2 separate regions of the Mus musculus genome follow, and region 1 is linked to region 2. A link is a contact called in public promoter capture Hi-C data. All regions are on one chromosome and are shown on one strand. Each heading gives the region's core, a stretch centred on a gene start, on an enhancer-like site or on the middle of the called end of the contact. The rest is flanking DNA. Distances are from core to core; before and after follow the strand shown. Region 1 overlaps Clstn1 (calsyntenin 1). Region 2 overlaps Ube4b (ubiquitination factor E4B).

Region 1 (5,609 bases), core at 2,214-4,713, 200 kb after region 2:
AAGACAGTGTAGTCACACACAGACACCACCGCATGGGGAATCATGGCCTGTAACTCCCTGAGTCACGTGTATGCTGAGGAGATGGGATGAAGAGTTGAGAAGGTGGAGAGAGATTTCCAGTTTCTTGAGTTCTGCACCAGGGTGGGTAAGAAGGTAGACACCGGCCTGTCTGTTGTGGTCTCAAGGGAGAAGAATGGAGCCAGAAGGGAAGAGAATGGAAGAGCCTCCTGGTGCCCCTGGGTCAGGTCAGGTGGTGTGTCTACCATGGGGACTGTCTGACCCTTTCTGAAACTTACTCTTGCTGTCTCCAGCTCCCAGTGCTGGGTTTCTCAGCCTGGGCCATTTCACCTGCCTTTCAGGAACTATTTATTAATGTGCATTACATAAAGCCATGACTGATCAAATGTACCTAAGAGTTTGTATTAAAGAATTTAACTTAAGAATTGCTGTTTGAAACTGCCCCCTTGGGCTTTCCAAATTATTTAATCTATAAGAATCAGGTTTTACTCTCTTGTCGAAGTATTTCAACAAAGTAGAGAGAAAAGAGTGAAAAGACAATGAGGACACCACGCACACGCACACGCGTACACAGCAGGAATGGCTTTACCACAGCACAGAGATTTACTTGTTTCCTCTTGCTATGAGCCTCATTAACCGTGAGGGGCTCCCTGGAGTGGGGTTCTGGCCCTCTGGCCTGGCATTGCTTGTGGTACAATACAAGCCACCCTAGCCCAGGGAGGCATTGTCACAGTTGGAGCCCTCAGCGTGGTATTGGGTTAGCTATGTGCTTTTGAGCTACAATACTTTGCTTGGTTTGGTCTGGTCTGGTCTGGTCTGGTCTGGTCTGGTTTGATTTGGTTTTTTAAGACAGGGTTTCTCAGTGTAGCCCTGGCTGCCCTGGAACTCACTCTGTAGACCAGGCTGATGTCCAGCTCACAGAGAACCTCCTGCCTCTGCATCCTGAGTGCTGGGATTTAAAGGATGTGCTACTGTGCTGGACCCTACTTTGCTTTCTTTAAAAATAATTTTTTGGGGGTGGGCAGGATCTCATGTAGGGGATGCTGACCTCAAACTAAATTGTATAGTTGAGTGTAGTTGTTGGGGCTGAGTGTCTTTTTCGTCACTGGGGTCTCTGAGCTCCTCCAGCAAGCCGCTCAGGGGAGGCAGAACACAGTCTGTGATAGGGGTCCCAGGTGAGAAACAGTGGGGGCTGGGATGGATGCTAAGGTTCCTGGCCTCCTGTGTACCCAGATGTTGCTGGTGACATCGGGGAGTTAGGAACTGGGTCCCTACAGGCCAGGCAGGAAGGGGATGGCTGAGCCCAGGAAGTGGGCGGGATCCAGTATGGAGTGTGGAGGGGCTGGAAGAGAGAGGGACTGCTCCAGGAGACTTAGGCATGCTCTTCACGATGAAGGCCTCACTCAGCCATGGTCCTTGATAGAGGAGCCTGTCCTTGCTGGTCCAAACTGCTTTATTTGATGGCAGATGTGAATGCATTCATCTTACTCAGGGTGAACCAGGAATTAAATACTTTTGTGGAAGGAATGCCCGGGAAGGTAAGCTCATTGGCTAAACACTCGGGACCTATCTAGATACCTCATTAACAAGGAGAACTCCAGGGTTTATGCTACATGACCAGTTGTCATGGTCCTCGCACTGGGCTGTCTTGGTTACATGTTCCAGAGCAGGTCTTTGGCAGGGAGCTGGCCTCACGCCTACTGTTCTCAATTCTGAGAGTTCCCGGGGTTTAGGCTTGCTCGGCCTTACCAGTCCTTCTGTCCACTTGCCTTACAGAGCATGACCTTGAACTCACGACCTTCCTACCTTCATCTCTCAAGTATTGAGATTACAGAAGTGCACTATCATGCTTCCATTTCTTTTCTTCTAAAGATCTATTAATTTTTATTTTTAATGTATGAGTGTTTTCCATGTATGTGTGTGTATGTATATGTATGTGCAGCACACACATGTAGTGCCTATGTATGCCAGAAGGGGATGTTGGAGGGCCCTCTGGAACTGGAGTTACAGGAATTTGTAACCATCCTGTGGCTCCTGGGAACCAAGCCTGGTCCTCTGCAAGAGCAGCCAGTGCTCTTAATCACTGAGCCACCTCTCCAGCACACTTCTGAGTTTTCTTGGGAGGTGGTTGATACTGGGGTTCAAACCTCACATATGCTCTGCAAATACCACCAAGTTGGCCTTCTCTTTTGAACTTCAGTTGTTAACAATAACAACAAATTATCACCTTTGTGTACCCTCCCAAGACAGCCCTTGCAAGCCCGTGATGTAGTGCTGACCTTGTAAAGTGCCTGCCTTTTATTAAGCTGTGGTGAATGAAGCCTGTGTTTGCTGTCTGCTTCATGTTCCTGAGGAAACTGTTGGGATTTCTCCGGCATCAGGCTTTACCCGGGGACAGTTCCACCCTCGGGACCTGCCCAGTGCCCGTGGGAAAGGCTGTGAACTGCTGACCCCAGGGCTTGTGCTTTGGTGTTATCCTTGATAAGGCCAGTGACTTGGTTTTGCTTAGACAACATTCCTTACATCTGGCTCCCCTGACGGTGCTCTGCCCCATCTGCCCCAGTCCCCTCTGCCCTCGTGTGTGTGTGTGTGTGTGTGTGTGTGTGTGTGTGTGTGAGAGAGAGAGAGAGAGAGAGAGAGCGCCTTTACTTGTAAAGTTGGCAGCCTGCCTGTCCACTTAAACAGGCTCTAGAGTCTAGAGCCTGGAATTGTATTGCATTAGGATGTTAGGTACTTAAAACCCTTAAGCTATAAAAGAAAAAAAAATCTACTAATTTATCCTAAAAACAACAGCAATAAAAACAAAAAAACAAAAAAGCCCCTCAGCTTCTGAATTTCGAAGCTGGGATTCTAGAAGTAAAGGGACTTCAGAAGTCACATTGCTTACACATTTTACCAAAGGGAAAGTAACCGGGGCTGTACCTCTGTCACTGGCTTTTATAGCTCAGGACTAGCAGGTAAGATTGAATAGTGGGGAGATGACTCAGAGGTTAGGAGCACCAACTGCCCTGGCTGTAGACCTGGGTTCCGTTCCCAGCACCTACGTGGTGGCTCACAACCACCCGCCTGTAACTCCAGTTTCAGGAGATCCGACTCCCTCTGGTCTCCTGGCTCTTGCATGTATGTGGTGCAGGTAAATTCATGTATGTAAAATTTTAAAAAGTCTTAAGCAAAAAGTTCGAGTGCAGTGTAGAGCAAGGGCCTGGGTTCCATCCTCAGCACACCCCCCAAGTATTTTGTATAATTAGCCCATTGTATTTGTTAACCTCTGCAGCATTTACATGTGTAAACAGCTCAAAAACTTGGACTGTGCTCCCTCACCCGTGGCTGCAGCGTGGGCGAGTGCCTAGAGGATCTGCTGTGGCTTTGCTAAGTGTGTGGTATCTTCAGTGTGAGCCCAGCTCGCTCACCTGCCTCCAGGGGAGCCCTCCCCCTTAGCGTCAGCTGCATTCTGCCTGAGCATCCCATGGGGTGAGTTTGGGTGTGGCCATTCCCTACTGTGAGCTCTTGCACGGGTTATTTAACTTCTCTGTGACCTAGATTTTTTTTTTTTAAATCTCTGAAATGAGCGTAGTGACAGTAGCTACCTAGGGTTGTGGGAGAGTGAATGAACCTTGTGGAGTGTTTTGGGCATTAGAATAAGTGTATATATTGTTTTATTAATTCCATGTAAATTGCCTGCACCTCCTTTTTAAAATTGAGACAAAATTTATACAATGTAATGTGGACAATTGACTTTTTCTTTTTTTACTACATTCACTTGTGTGTGTGTGTGTGTGTGTGTGTGTGTGTGCGCGTGCGCATGTGTGCTCATGTGTGCCATGCCACAAATGCAGAGGTCAGAGGACAACTTGAAGAGGTTGGGTCTCACTCTGCATTGTGTGGATCTCTAGGGATTGAACTTGGGTTTCCAGTTTTGGTGGCAAGTGTGTTTCCCTGCCAGCCCAGGTGTTTATGAGGACATAAATCTTTAATTTACAAGGGTAAGGACCAAGGACAGTGGGTAAGGACCAAGGACAGTGAGTAAGGGTGTCTCTCATCTGAAGCTGCCGGTGTCTTCGGGGTAGCATTTTGCCTCCACAGCAGTGTGATTGAGAGTCCCTGTTTGTACCCTCCCCAGCATTTGCCTTTCTATGACTGCTGGCCTGGTTAGTGGACTCTCACTGTTCAGGCCGACAGCGTGTATGGGGAACATCTAGTCACACATTGACTCATCTTATCGTCTGTAGAGGATTCTGTCTGTCTTTTGCCTATGTTAAGATTGTTTATCTTAGGGGCTGGACAGATGGCCCAGTGGTTAAGAGCACTGGCTGCTCTTCCAGAGGACCTGGGTTCAATTCCCGGCAACCACATGGCAGCTTAAAACTGTAACTCACACCCTCGCACGGACATACATGCATGCAAGACACCAATGCACATGAAATAAAAGTAATAATAATAACAAAAATAAAGAGATCATTCATGTGCTCACAGAGTTATCTTCTTGCCCTTGGGCTCCTGCCCTTACCCTCTTTTGAGGTGAGAACTTGTAGTTTGTTGCCCAGGCTGACCTCAGTGATCCTCATGCCTAAGTCTTTTGAGGAGCTCTGGCTACAGGTGTGTCTGGCTTTTTCTCTCCCTCTCCCTCTCCCTCTCCCTCTCCCTCTCCCTCTCCCTCTCCCTCTCCCTCTCCCTCTCCCTCTCCCTCTCCCTCTCCCTCTCCCTCTCCCCATCCACCCATCTGTCAACAGGTTCTCACTGTGTACCCCTGGCTGTCTTAGAACTTACCATGTAGACCAGGCTGGCCTCGCACTCACAGATATCCTCCTGCCTCTGCCTCCTAAACTCTGGGATTAAATATGTGCACCACTATGCCTGGCTTCACCTGGCTCTTTATTGAGGCATATGAGTCCTTTATGTATTGTGGGTGACATGACAATCCTTTATGCAAGACACCTTCTGTAATGTAATGTGCCTTACTGGCCTGTGGCTTGTCTTCCTGTCTTTTTTTTTTAAGTATTTACTTTATGTATGTGATCTGCATATACACCTGCATGCCAGAAGAGGGCGTCAGATTCCATTACAGATGGTTGTGAGCCACCATGTGGATGCTGGGAGTTGAACTCAGAACCTCTGGAAGAGCAGCCAGTGCTCTTATCTGCTGAGGCATCTCTCCACACAGTGTTTTTATACAGCAGAATTGTGGGTTTTAACAGCTTATTGATATGGAAAAAAAAATCCACTGGAATTTTCTTCTTTATATCTGTTTGGTTTGTGTATTCCTTCTTTAAGTTTTGGCAGACTTTGCCTTCCAAGGAGTTGATCCGTTTCTTTTAGTTAATCAAATTGTTTGTATTATTCCTTTATTCTAATGTCTATAAATTCTTCATCCTTTTAAAAATGTTTCTAGTTTTATTTATTCTTAAAGAGTTATTTATTAATTATATGTGCATACACTGTAGCTGTCTTTAGACACCCCAGAAGACGGCAGTAGATCTCATTACAGATGGTTGTGAGCCACCATGTGATTGCTGGGATTTGAACTCAGAACCTTCGGAAGAGCAGTCAGTGCTCTTATCTGCTGAGCCATCTCTCCAGCCCTCTAGTTTTAT
Region 2 (6,031 bases), core at 1,298-3,797:
TAGCTCGTTGTGGGGGTCGGGAGGGTCCACAAAATACTGCTTTAAATTTAATAAAATACAGTCTGCAAAAATCCTTATTTCCAACTAAAATTTTACAAAGTAAATAAATTCCAACACACAGACAGACATCACTCACAACTTCTAGTCTTTAGGATGTTCTCCTAAAGATAGTCTACACATTTTTCAGTCACACGAGACCTCCCAGATCTCAGCAACAACCTACCCCTGTTCCTACGAAGAGGAAGGGGATGGGACAGGGACGACGGACAGATGGTAATCTTTCTACTTACAATGTCACTTCTGGAGGCTCTTGGTGATCCTGACACAAAGGAGTAAGTGAATAATTAACTGAGGTAGCCCTCTGCTTCCCATGGGCCAGATGCAGCTCTATAGCCCATGTGTAAGCTCAGTTAACAACCCAGGGGTCCGCACACTCCACTACCATTTTACAAGTGAGGAAACCACCTCCAGTGAAGTGACTTGCTCAGCAACACAGCTCAGGGGACACAGTGCAGGGTTTGAAGCTGGACTGTGACTTCCCACACATCACCTGTCTCCACACAAGACATTCCTACGGTGACAAGGTGGCACTGCCGCTGACTAGTTTAAGAAGTCAGCTTTGTACAGACTGCTGGTGTCGGACACTGCCTCAACCCTCTGATCAGCAACACTGAACATACTGACCTCTCTGGTGAGGGGTGCACAGTGGAGCACAGAACATCCACCCGGTGTTCTGGCTACAATAGGACAGGAGCATCCTGTCCTACCACGAATTCCTTGTGGCATGTCGATAAGTGCCTACTGTGTGCCACAAAGTTGAAGAAGATGTTCCACTTGAGTCCTAATTCCTACCCTCAAAGTCCTCTAAATAGACCAGGAAAGGAAAAGCAAAGGGGCAGTCAGGACACAAGGTCAGGAGGGCATGGGATGAGGGCAGAGGCAGTATGGGAAGGGAGCACACGGACGCGTGCCTGTGTCACAGCCTCACAGGGAGACCAGCCCACGGAGAGCTCAGCATCCTGTATCCTCACCAGGAATAATACAAAAGTAGGGTGCGCTGTGTTCACTTTGATGTCTTCTTTTTTTTTCCTCTCTAAGATTTATATTTATTTTTTGTGGGTCTGTGTGAACCTTTCACAAGCATGTATATACAGGTGCCCATGAAGCAGACCTCGAGGCCAGGGGTTACAGGCAGCTGTGAACCCTCTTATCCGGGACTCTGGAATAGCAGTGACACCTCTTACAGACTGAGCCGTCTCTCCTGCCTCACATCCATGGCTTTTAAAACTAAGTGTGTTTCTATGCTTTTCAGGGTTTACAGTAGACTTGTAGAAGCTGAACTAAAAATCCAGTTGCTACAAGACATGCACCGATTTCCTCTGTATCCACACTACTGCTAGTGCAAATCTCATACTACACCTCTAAAACCTGCAAACACTTGCTGTCACCCTGTTCCACCCCACCTTCCCTCCAAGACCAGGTGACAGGGCGGAGACATAACTAACTCCAAACCCTACCTAACCGGGAAGTGATGCTTGGAACTGCCTGCCACAGGCTGCGCACAGCACATGGGGAAGAGGACTAATCCCCCTCTTCTGACACGCTCCTGTCCACATAACTGCTCTGCAGCCCACCCTGCTCCTTCTGGTCCTGTCTCGCTTGTTAATGAGACCTTCAGCACCACCGCCCAGTCCCCACATCTCTATGGCGACCAAACCTGCAAACAGTTCAGCACAAGCCAAGTGTGTCTGTGTACACTAATTTATACGCTAAGAGAAAACGTGAACACATTAGTAGCTGATGATTCAAAGCAATTTATTCAACCTTTCTGTAAATGTAAAAATCGTCAGATTACAAAGTCGAGAGCTAAGGGCTGGAGAGACGAGACGGCTCGCTGGTTAAGAGCACTTGCAGAGGAGGCTGGCTCAGTTCCCAGCACACACATGGTGGCTCACAACCATCTCTAAGTCGAGTTTCAGGGAACCTGATGCTACTTCTGATACTGCAGACATGCATACGGTACACATACAAGCATTCTGGCAAATCACTCATATACATAAAATAAAAATAAATCCGCCAGGCAGTGGTGGCACGTGCCTTTAATCCCAGCACTTGGGAGGCAGAGGCAGAGGTGGATTTCTGAGTTTGAGGCCAGCCTGGTCTACAAAGTGAGTTCCAGGAAAGCCAGGGCTACCCAGAGAAACCCTGTCTCTAAAAACCAAAACCTAAAAATAAATAAGTAAATAAATCTCTTTTATTTTTAAGTTGAGAACTGAATTTAGCAGCATGCACTACAATAGGAGCATGAGAGTAAGCTCATGGCTAGCTTGTACTACTGACACCATGTTTCAAAAAAAAACAGGTAGGGGGAAACTGAGCTTGTCTATACTCTAGCCAAGCTCAGCTGTATACGAGGGACATGAGCTAGGACGTCTGGAAGAAGGCTGGAGTGACATGGAGGTGAGGCAACGAGAGGGCAAGCAAGGCTGTGACGAGGCGATGGAGGAGCTGGGGAGCGTGACTCAGCCATCTTTCTGTTCCTAGTTGCAGAAGGCAACTCCTGAATTCCTGAAATAACCTCCATCTTTGTTAAGCTCAGCAAGCTGCACTGTGGCTTACAGTGGTCTGCTTATAAATACTTCCACTCCCCAGGATGCTCAACAGTGTGTGGACAGCAGCATCTTGCTTTCTTCACTTCTGGGTTTTCAGGATTCAAGTCTCTTACACAGTGTCTTAGTGTCATGTTTCCGTCACTCCCAGGAACAACTGTGAAGACCCAGCACGCTGAGCGCCTGAGCTGTGCTCACTGCTGACTGGGTTTCTTTTTCAGAGCAGGTAGAAACCCGCTGGGGTGAGGACAGAGGTGCACTGTCAGAGGCAGGTGGATCTGCAGGAACCCACACTGCTTCCCCGACAAGCAAGACACAAGTCAGGGCAGGCAGGCTGAGACACGCCCACTAGCAACACCACCCTGATGCCCTGGACTTGCTCATGAAGGTAAGGAGCAACTGAGATAGACGACCATGGCAGTCACTGTGAGGACGAGCACGAAGGTGGGACAAGACACCAGACTGGCATAAGGACATGGAAGAGAGACGGTCAAGTCCAGGCACATTTAATTAGTGCTACAAAGAACTTGGTCAAAAAACAAAAAAACAAAAACCTTGGTCATTCTTTGGAATTGAGGCATGAAGAAGTAGTGGAAAGCATAGATTTCAGGCCTGGCTATCTACATGAGATAAAATTCTGTAAAGCAAGAATGCAAGAGACTTCAAGAGAGCAAGGCAGCCAGGCAGGAGATATAGCCCTGCAGCACCAGCCCCTTGGGAAGCTGAGGTAGAATTGTTGGACTCAAAAGTCTCTGGCCAACCAAAACTAAATAAATAAATAAATAATAAAAGGATACTGAGCATAGGAGACAACCTTTGGCATCTATAGGCTTCCACACACACAGAGACAGATGCACAGACAGGTAAACAGACTGAGACACACACACACACACACACACACACACACATACACACACACACACACACAAGAATGGAAGGAGCTAGAGGTTAAACTAGGAGTACCTGCAAGAAACTCATATAAACGGGAGGCAGTGGAGCCTGCCCGTACTCCTATCCCTTGGGAGGCCGAGGCAGGAGCATTGCTGAGGTCAGCCTGAGATACAGTAAGACTGTATTAAAAACACTAAATGAAGAATGGAGAAGAAGGGGACAAGGGTAGAGGGGCTCCAGGAGCGCAGCAGCTAGGCTGACACACACGTGGCTGTTGCTGACTGTTTCTAAGTTTACAGTGAGGCCTGGGAATTTTAAAAAGCAAAGTAGAAAGATGGGAAAATCCTGCACTTTTCCCAGAAGGGAGCATATTTAAAATTGGGACTAAAGAGGGCATGACTTCTCAAAAAAGATGAAAGCCATTAAAAGGAAGCAGGTGAAGCCGGGTGTGGTGGCGCATGCCTTAAATCCCAGCACTTGGGAGGCAGAGTCAGGTGGATTTCTGAGTTCGAGGCCAGCCTGGTCTACAGAGTGAGTTCCAGGACAGCCAAGGCTACACAGAGAAACCCTGTCTCGAAAAAACAAAAAACAAAAATAAATAAAGAAACTTAATGCATAAAAAACCAGAACCTACAAAGAAAAAAAAAAAACAACGTTTTTTTAAAGGCAGCCAAGTACTTTACCCTGGAACAGTGAAGCTGCTGCTCATACGCAGGAACTGCCTGGCTGGAAGGCCTAGTCCAGGTTCAAGGGTTATACACTTTTAACTCATTTGAGGAACTTTGCTTTGGGGTTTGTAAAATGACCCAATGGATAAAGAACTTTGCTGAGCAAGCATAAACACCAGAGTTCTGACCCCAAATCCACGTAAGAGCTGTGTGGGTGTGGTCGCCCACAAACCCAGCCCCCAGAAGACGGAGATGCAGATCCTAGGGCTAGCTAGGTAGCAAGACAAGGTAGTGAGCTAAGTCCAGTGAGGGCCCTGATAAGCTCAGTAGTCAAAGAGGGCACCCTGTTCCCCAAAAGATGCAAAGGGCAGGGGTTTTTCCAAAATATTCATCAACACTTGATTTTGGGAAAGGAGCTAGACACACCATGGCATAATGGTCTCATGCTTACCACATGAGGCCCAAAGATCAGGCTCAGATTCTGAGACTTGGGGGAAGCTCCTTCACCACTGACAATCCCACAGGTTCTAGACACTTCTCAGAAGGCACCTGAGCTTGCTGTGGCAGTATACGCTGTAATCAGAGCACTCGGGAGGCTGAGGCAGGAGGATGCTAAGTTCCAGGACAGACTGACCTAGATAATGAGGCCCTGTGTTGCACAGATACACGAGGAGGAAACAAAGAGGGGACGATGTAGAGAAGGAAGGAAAGAAGGGTGAAGGAAGAAACACTTTACCACTCCATCTGAAAATACAGCAGAATCCACAGGCAGGAGTGAGCAAATACCATTCCATCTCCAGTCGGCCACAACACCAGAGCCCTTCTAGCTGGGTCTAGCCTCAACCTCGGCTGTACCCACACCTACCTGGGTTCCTCTCTGAGACCTGAGTTCCTGATACAGGAGAAGTTGACAAAGAGCCACTGACCTCGCAGGTAAGCATCAGAACAGGCTGATATTCTGCTCCATCTGCCAGCTCCTCTTTACTATCTGCACAGCCCAAGCCCTAGCTGACAGGGGCGTGGTCCATTCTTATTCGTCCTACGTCCTTGCAACCCTAACAGTATCTCACCCAGAGAGCACTTAGTAAACAGTTGCTGAACAAATGAAGGAGTCCCTGAGAAAGACAGGTGACAAGTGTTTCCCAGAGACACACATCACACACGTATCAATATTTTTCAACCCAGAGCTCTCTCCATCTTTCTGCACTTTGATCTCTTTGAGGCTCAGATACTACTTTCCTTTAGCTTGGGTTCTGTTAACATTGTGCGTGCAGCAAAGCTGCTGTCCTGCGCATCACCTCTGTGAGCTGACAGAGAAAGCAGAAGGATCCAGAGCCTCCCTTGGGAAGCATTGTAGGGCTGTAAGGAGGCTGTTTTAGCTGCACTGCATCCTGGTTTGTTCGTTTGGTTGGTTTGGAGTTTACTGTTTGGTTGATTTTTGTTTTCTGACACAGGATCTCACTGTATATCCCTGCTGGCCTGAACTGCTAAGTAGAGCAGGCAGCCTGTTAACCTAGAGCCTGCCTGCCCACCTCTGTCTCACTAAAATTAAAGCTTAGGCCACCACCCTTGGCTCCTTTGGGGTTTCTGTCTAGTGCTGGGGTTGAGCCTAGGGTGTTACGCATTCACAAGAGTCTCCACTCAAGCTGCACCCTCAGCTCCTTTCCCTTTGGTTTGCTTTTTTTTTTTTTTTTTTAAGATTTATTTATTTATTATATGTAAGTACACTGTAGCTGTCTTCAGATACTCCAGAAGAGGGAGTTAGATCTCGTTACGGATGATTGTGAGCCACCATGTGGTTGCTGGGATTTGAACTCCGGACCTTCGGAAGAGCAGTCGGGTGCTCTTACCCACTAAGCTATC

The links. Capture Hi-C pulls out chosen DNA fragments and counts their contacts.
Region 1: a contact with region 2 is called in a promoter capture Hi-C map of pancreatic islet. The contact joins two enhancer-like sites. A contact is called at or near these places in 3 of 115 datasets of contacts at active chromatin or transcription factors (embryonic stem cells and extraembryonic endoderm stem cells) and 3 of 9 other capture datasets (adipose tissue, liver and pancreatic islet).

Annotation. Positions count from the first base shown.
Region 1 is chr4:149,599,003-149,604,611 of GRCm38.p6, forward strand. All of the region lies in intron 1 of Clstn1 (calsyntenin 1), which reads left to right. Among named protein-coding and RNA genes, the nearest start is that of Clstn1, 15 kb to the left of the region's middle. Within about 2 kb of position 3,464, at least 16 of the 459 cell types and tissues checked have an H3K27ac peak or open chromatin away from gene starts, as enhancers often do. A contact at or near this core is called in pancreatic islet, where this site is marked.
Region 2 is chr4:149,403,339-149,409,369 of GRCm38.p6, forward strand. All of the region lies in intron 1 of Ube4b (ubiquitination factor E4B), which reads right to left. Among named protein-coding and RNA genes, the nearest start is that of Ube4b, 20 kb to the right of the region's middle. Within about 2 kb of position 2,548, at least 77 of the 459 cell types and tissues checked have an H3K27ac peak or open chromatin away from gene starts, as enhancers often do. A contact at or near this core is called in pancreatic islet, where this site is marked.